Regions from separate parts of the Mus musculus genome. Here region 2 is linked to region 1. A link is a contact called in public promoter capture Hi-C data. All regions are on one chromosome and are shown on one strand. Each heading gives the region's core, a stretch centred on a gene start, on an enhancer-like site or on the middle of the called end of the contact. The rest is flanking DNA. Distances are from core to core; before and after follow the strand shown.

What was found. Promoter capture Hi-C pulls out the DNA fragments that hold promoters and counts their contacts.
Region 2: a contact with region 1 is called in a promoter capture Hi-C map of pre-B cells, with 5 times the contacts expected there. The contact joins the promoter of Mxra7 here to the promoter of Trim80 in region 1. A contact is called at or near these places in 1 of 39 promoter capture datasets (pre-B cells) and 1 of 9 other capture datasets (liver).

What each region holds. Positions count from the first base shown.
Region 1 is chr11:115,438,602-115,442,331 of GRCm38.p6, reverse strand. Trim80 (tripartite motif-containing 80) reads right to left here and starts at 1,787. Exons shown (of 8, transcript NM_001033775.3): 1 at 1,726-1,787; 2 at 1,582-1,625; 3 at 587-1,251. The coding sequence starts at 1,778.
Region 2 is chr11:116,826,376-116,830,105 of GRCm38.p6, reverse strand. It overlaps Mxra7 (matrix-remodelling associated 7), which reads left to right and starts at 2,060. Exons shown (of 4, transcript NM_026280.3): 1 at 2,060-2,377. The coding sequence starts at 2,108.

The DNA.
Region 1 (3,730 bases), core at 538-3,037:
CACGCTAGCAGCTGCCTAACTTCAAAAAAGTATTATTATTGTAGGGGCGTGTGGGCACCAATAGACAGCTTTGAGGAGTTGGGTCTCGGCCTGGAGAGATGGCTCAGTGATTAAGAGCATTGACTGCTCTTCTGAAGGTCTTGAGTTCAATTTCCAGCAACCATATGATGGCTCACAACCATCTGTACAGCTACAGTGTACTCTCATATACATAAAAAAAATAAATCTTAAAAGCTCGCTATGCAGCTCTGACTATCCTGAAACTCACTACATAGCCAAGGCTGGCCTCAAACTCACAACCATCTGCTTCTGCTTTCCACAGGCTGGGATTAAAGACGCGCGCGTCACCACGCCCCACTTTCCTTCCACTTAAATGTAGATTCTGAGGATGGAACTTAGGGTAGAAAGCATCCATTTATCTCGCCGGCCCTGCCTAAGCATCTTTTCAGACAGGTTCTCCTCTCAAACTCCTGCCTTTCCATATTAGGTGCCAGAAAAACCTGGCTTCAGCTGTGTTCATCCCCACCCCCCGAAATGTGACAGATTCTCAGAGCCTGGAGCACGCCCTTTCCTCAGCCCACCTCACCTCTTTGCGGGCCCGTTCATCCTCCAGGGGGGTGGTGTCATGGTTCTTGTGCTCCTCCAATAGGCAGGCTCCGCACACGCAGCTGCCCTCCGTGCGGCAATACAGCTGCCGGAGCTTGCGATGCTTGCGGCACAAGCGGTTCGTGAGGTCCCACACTGGGTCCAACAGCTGGTGGTCCTGGAACAGCTGGTCCTCAAAGTGGCTGCGCAGATGTTTCTCACACAAGGAAGCCACACACTGCAGGCATGACTTGGCTGCCCTCAGCTTCTGCGGAGAGCAAAAGTCACAGGGCACATCTGTGGGGCCAGCCAGGCCCCACAAGGACCCTGAGGTCTGGCTCTTGGCCTGGGTGAAGCAAGCCACCATCTCCCCGAGGATGACGTTCTTGCAGAGGCGGGGCCTGCTGGAGAAGGCCTCTCTGCACTGGGGGCAATAGTAAGTCTCTCCAATGGCAGCCTGGTGGTCCCAGAAATTCTGAAGGCAAGTCATACAGAAGTTATGGCCGCAGGCGGTAGTGACTGGGTTGCAGAACACCTCCAGGCAAATGGGACAGAGGACTTGGTCTTCCAACATGTGCTGACTGCTGTTGCTGCCCATCAGGAGATGGAGCGGGGTTCTGGAGGGCTGGGAAGAGAGCTGTGAGGGGGGTTTGTCCTGGGCTGATCCTGAGAAGACAGAGAAAAATCCGGGCATGGCAGGGGGCCAGGGCATGGCCCTTTACCCCAGGGACATGGTCTTGCACATCAGGGGCATGTTCTTTATGTCATAGGCATACTCCTTTTTACATCTTTCTTTTGGAAGCAGATGTCTGACCATAGGGAACCAGGACTGCATAGGCAGCCAACCCCCATGTGGGTGGGCACTGAGCATCTTACTTCCTGGTCTCAGCCCCAGTTGTGGGGGAGGTGGTGAAAGGCAGAAGGAAGGACAAGATGCTCTGGGGGAGAGGCCACTCCCTTGGCACTTAGGAGGGAAGGTCAGGAGCTTGAACTCACTTGAGATCTTCTGCATGTCCATGAGAGCCAGATATTTTGTTGCCCTGTGCCAAGAAGGAAAAGACCCACAGAGACTCAGGTACCAGGACCTACGGCAGCCTCCCTCACCAGCTCTGAGGGCGTCCCGCATCCTCTTGTGCCTACCTGTGGACCGATGATTGCCGTCTTCTCTCCTTTCTCTGTGGCCGCTGTTTCATGGTCTCTCTGTCCAGATGCCCTTTCCTTGAGGATAAGGCAAGTTTTGCTGATGTCATAATTCAGGTGCGGCCAGTCCCTGCATCCTGCCTGTGATGTCATCAGGACACAGGTGTCCCATGGGGCAGACTACAGTGCTATGCAGTACCAACACACTCTACTCCTCCATGTATGGGTTCTCACCTCCAGCATCTATGTCTCTCGCGGCTGAGAAGCTGCTAGCACCTAGGGCCGCTTACAATTGATGTTCATATTTCTGACCAGAGAGGGAAAACGGCCAATGAGCAGCAGGAAGATCTGGGCTAACTAATGACCCAAGCATCATACATCATTCTGGTATTCTTCCTCCTCCTCCTCTCCTTTTCTTCAAAGATCTATTTATTTCTACTATGCATGTTTTGTCTGTCCATTAGAGTATGTGCACCACGTGCATGCAGTTCCTGAGGAGGCCAGAAGATGGCATCAGATCCCCTGGAGCTGGAGTTACAGATGGCTATGAGTCCCTGTGTGAGTGTTTGGACTGGAACCTAGGTCCTTTGCAAAAGCATCAAATGCTTTTTTTTGTTTGTTTGTTTTGTTTTGTTTTTGTTTTTGTTTTTGTTTTTGGTCGAGACAGGGTTTCTCTGTGTAGCCCTGGCTGTCCTGGAACTCACTCTGTAGACCGGGCTGGCCTCGAACTCAGAAATCCGCCTGCCTCTGCCTCCCAAGTGCTGAGCTTAGAGGCGTGCGGCACTACGGCCCAGCACACCAAATGCTCTTAATCCATCTCTCCAGTATTTCCCTTTCCTTCTCTTCCTCCTCCTCCTTCTCCATGCAGGTGATCAAAGCCAGGGCCTTACACACAGGAGGCAAACGCTGTACCGCTGAGTTACATCCCCAGGGTAGCCCAGAGCATAGTCTTTTGGGAGATTCTATCTGTTGCTGTTACTTTGTTTCTAACCCTTAGAAAGAGAAGTCAGGGATTGGGAAGCTGGTGAGTCACCATTGCTCTGATTTAGTGGCTTGTGGCTTACTTCCTGTCCTTCTGAACCCCACAGAAAAAAGCTTCTAAAAAGCTTCAGGCTGTCAGGTCAATCTGCTTCAAAAGACTAGCCTGACTCCTCCTCTTGATCTTGTTGTGGGGATCGGAGGAGGCATCTTCCACTGACTACAGTGTCTGCTGCAAGCTCTTTGTGGAAAGCTTGTGTGAGAGTAATGGAGTTCCTTTTCTCTTTTTCTTTTTTAAGATTTATTTATTTATTATATGTAAGTACACTGTAGCTGTCTTCAGACACACCCGAAGAGGGAGTCAGATCTCGTTACAGATGGTTGTGAGCCACCATGTGGTTGCTGGGATTTGAACTCAGGAACTTCAGAAGAGCAGTCAGGTGCTCTTACCTGCTGAGCCATCTCACCAGTCCCTGGAGTTCCTTTTCTTTGAGGTTCTGAGCATCAAACCCAGGGTACTAAAACCCAGCTTTTCACCCTCTGGATATTGAAAAGTTTCTGGACTCCCACCTGTCAAAAATTAATCTAAAATCAAATGCGGAGTGTGTCCAGGGTGTGTAGCATCAGCAATAGCGACCTCACCGCTGTCCGAACATACCATGTGCAGTTTGCCTGCTGCACAGAGCCACACCACATAAACACAAACGAGGCCTCCTGCCTCTGCTCCGGCTGGAGACTGGTATATGTTGGGAACTGCTGCAGTGTTTAGACTGTACATATGACGTTGTTCTGCTCTTATGGAAACATAATGGTTTAATTACAAAAATACAAAGTTTTAACTACTGCATTCGTCATTGTGTATCAAATCAGGATTCCGCTAGAGCCTGATGTTGAGGTTTGAAACTGTGATCTTGTGTGCCCTGGGCAAGCCCTGGTCAGCTGAGCTTTCTCCTCAGTGGGTTACTTAAGCTGCCTAGACTGGCCTTGAGCTTGTTGCTTATCTAAAGATGACCTTAATCCATGATCC
Region 2 (3,730 bases), core at 811-3,310, 1.4 Mb before region 1:
CAAAGCTCAATTTTACTGTTCCGACACTCAGTTATGAAGGAAGGGGGAGGGGGCCCGATTCCCGCCAAATAATCTCGGAATCCAGTAGCAGGATGAGCACTGTGGCTCCAAACAGCAAAGCGGCACGTTCCAGCAGTATGGCAGAAAGATTGAGCAGGCAAGCTCCATCCAGGTGTAAACAGTGGGGAACCCTAAGGCTGGGGGAGGGGAGGCTACAGAGAACCCCCTGGCCCAAGGCTCATCACCAGCCATGTGGTCCCCTAGTTCCCAGAGGTGACTGGATTCTGGGGAGTTTGAAAACCCCTGACTCCTTGGCCTCAGCCTGCATCACTACTCACCCGGCTGGGGCCCCCATCTTGGACTGTGTCCCACCAGCCCTGCACTCTGATGTCAGTAAGGATGGATGAAATGTAGACTAGTGCTCGAGCGGAGTTCACACACTCCAGCCGCAAGATGGAACAGAACACAGAACCGTACGTACCTCAACTCCAGTTCTAGGGAATGCAGTGTTCTCTTTAGGCACCAGGATTGCATGTGTTGCACAGACATAAATGAAAGCAAAACACTCAAAAGTAAATAAAACTAAGAAACAGAACCTGGGAGCAGGAGAGTGTGGTAGCTCACATCTGTAATCCCAGCACTGGAAGGGCTCAGGGTCTTAGACTAAAATAAGGCTCATATACGTTGCATGGCCTGTAGGGGTCAGAAGCCAGGAGCCTAGAGACAAAGCCTTTTTTGTATAGTTGAGTTTTTCTCATCAACTACCACTAAGAGGAGACACATCCCCCCTTAAGCCCAGAGGCTGTGGTTATAGGATTGGGCCCTTCCCGCTGCTGACAGGGGATCCTCCTGTCATGGCTGGAGCTCACAAGTGAGATGGTGCTGTTTCTTCCCAGTAAGATAGTCACTCTCCCTGGTAGGATGTGGCTCCTACCGTGGTAGAGCACTTACCATTGTATGTGTAAGTATGTTGGTAGGCTTAGGATTCCTTCCCCTCTGCCACATGTCAAGAACAAAACAACTCTGGTCTAGCATCTAGCCAAAGCTGGAGCCCCGTTTTGTTGTGTGAGCTGAGACTGCTCAGGTTGGTCTACTGGGCTTTCTAAATAGCTGGGAAGCCCAACCCCTTTCTGTTCTTTTGAGACAGGGTCTCATGTAGCTCAGGCTGAAACGGGACTCACTATGTAACCCTGACAGGCTTTGAATGAATTCTACCTCCACCTCCTGAATGCTGGGGTTACAGGCACCTGTTAAGCCCAGTTGCTTTCTGTTGTTCTTTGTTTCTGACAAACTTTGCCCTGTATTTATTCAAAGTAACTAAAAGGCGGATGGGGTGTGCTAGGGAGGTAGACAGTTGCTACAGTGTGTTTTACACTTTAACCAATAGAGAGAGCAGTGGGAAAGATACAGAAAAACAAAACCAGCCTTCTTAACACCATCTTCACAGCTGTGAGCTCCAGCCAGCAGCAGGAAGAGCCCAATCCTATCCCCACAGCCTCTGGGCTGGAGGGGATGTGTCTCTTCTCAGTGGTGGTTAACGGAAACTTGTGAATGCTGCAACTGCGGGCCATGCTGCCAACCTCTCATCTCTTTCCGCCATGTCTCATAGGCAGTCTAGACAGCCTGGGGCTTGCTTGTGTAAAGCAGGCTGTATTTGAACGCACATAGACCCATCCGTCTCTGCCTCTGGAGTTCTGGGATTTGTTATCAAAGGCAAGAGCCACCATGTCCCTAGTAGAAACTTAAGAGTTCTTTGGAAGGGCTGGTGAGATGGCTCAGCGGTTAAGAGCGCTTCCATAGGTCCTGAGTTCCAATCCCAGCAACCACATGGTGGCTCACAACCATCCGTAACGAAATCTGATGCTCTCTTCTGTTTGCACTACCATCTCTAAATGAACTTCTGTAGGGCAGAAATGCACTGAAGCCTGAGCTGAGATGGTGCCCCAGAGCGAGCTTTTCAGCGCCTCCCAAGGTCCGAACTCCGAATCACTCCAGGGCGCGAGGGGCGTGGGCTTGACGAAACTCCGCCCCTGGGCGTGGCCTGGCGGCGGGGCGCGGCGGGTTCCCTCGGGGTCCGGGCTGGCGGCCACTCGGCGGCCACGGCGCGATGGAGTCGCCGGTCGAGCTGCTGGCCGCGCTACCCGCGCTGGTCACGGCGCTGGCGCTGCTGCTCGCCTGGCTGCTGCTGCGGCGTGGGGCGGCCCGGGTCCCGGCCCCGGAGAGCACCGCCTCGGACGAGGCCCCCGGGGCTCCTGCGCCGCCTGAACCTCCAGAGTCTTGCGCCCCGGAGCCTGCACCGGAGGGACCGAGCCAGTCCGAGCGCGTGGCGGAGCCGGAGGAGTCCGAGGCGGAGGAGCCAGCGGCCGAGGGGAGGCAGGTACGCTCCGAGATCGCCGTGGGGTCCCCGGGAGGGCGCCTACGAGCCTGCTGGCTGGACCTGCCCAGGAAGGGCCGAGCTAGTGGCCGGCAGGAAAGGAGGGTTCCTGGGGCTGGGACGCTCCATCCTCCCCCAAAGTGCCTCCAAGTGCCTTGCTTTGGAGCTGTCCTCCCTTCCTCCCCGTCCTGGCCGTCCCGGGCCTTTCAAGGCCCTTGACACTCTGCCCTGCAGCACCCTCCTCTTGCCTGGCTTCTGCCCACCCTTGCCTAAATCCACAAACACGTGTCCTACTTCAAGGTCTGAATTAAAGTGAGCTCTCTCTTGACAACACAGTACTTTGGGGTGGGATGTGCAAGAAGAGAAGTTGCCTGTCTTTTAGGTCAACTCGAATCCAGATTCCAGAGTCAGTGTGGGCGTTTTGTGAGGCTGGAAGGACGGGACTGAGGAAGGCACTTACTGGGACCATGGTATTGTAGCTTTCAAACTGCTTGTAGGCGTTGACACCTCCTCACCCCCCCACCCCCTGCGTTGGGATGAGCCCAGCTTATATGAAACAAAAGGTGCAAGAGGAGGCCCTGACCATCGCAGTTGATACCCCCAAACTACCTTGCCCACCTCCTAGGAGCTATCAGCTGACCAGTCTTCAGGGTACCCCTCACGCGTTCAGTCTCTGAGATGCATCTTTGCAGATTGGATCCGTGCTTGCCCGGGATACTGGGATGTCACAGTGCCAGGCCAGGCCACATGCTCTGGTCTCTGGTCAGATTTCAATACTTTGTTCTTGGGTGGCAGGATGGTTAGGAAGCCGTGGGCTAGCATAGTGGAAGCTGTGGGCAAGCCGTGGGCTAGCCGCCGTGGGCAAGCTGTTGGCTCTCTGCAGCCGCCTCCTTCCCTTGCTGGATACAATGGTTTACCCTGGAGTGAAGCTCTTGGGACAGGAGAGGCGGCAATGAGACTGGGCTCAGGCCTTTCTCTGCTGAGTCTGCCAGACTCCCTACTAGCAGGCTCTTTGCTTGACAAGTGGGTGACTAATTGTGTCATTAGAGTGGCTTCTAACTAGCCCTGAATAGGAGAACTATTGTGTTCAGCCCAGAGAGAATGGAAGGCTGCTGGGAGCTCACAGTCCTGGAGTGAGGGCCAGGTGGATTTGGGATTTCTCTCAGGCTCTCCCTGGTTGTCCCCATCAGCCCTGTTTCAAATGGTTCGCCTATTTCCTATTTCGCAGCAGCAGATTCAAGATCAAAGTCCAAGGTGTCTTTAAGCAGGGCACAGTCCTGACTTTATCCTCTGGAGTAGAGCAGTTTCCTACTGGATTTTCTCCGAGGTGTTCTTCACACGCATCCTCCAACGGGT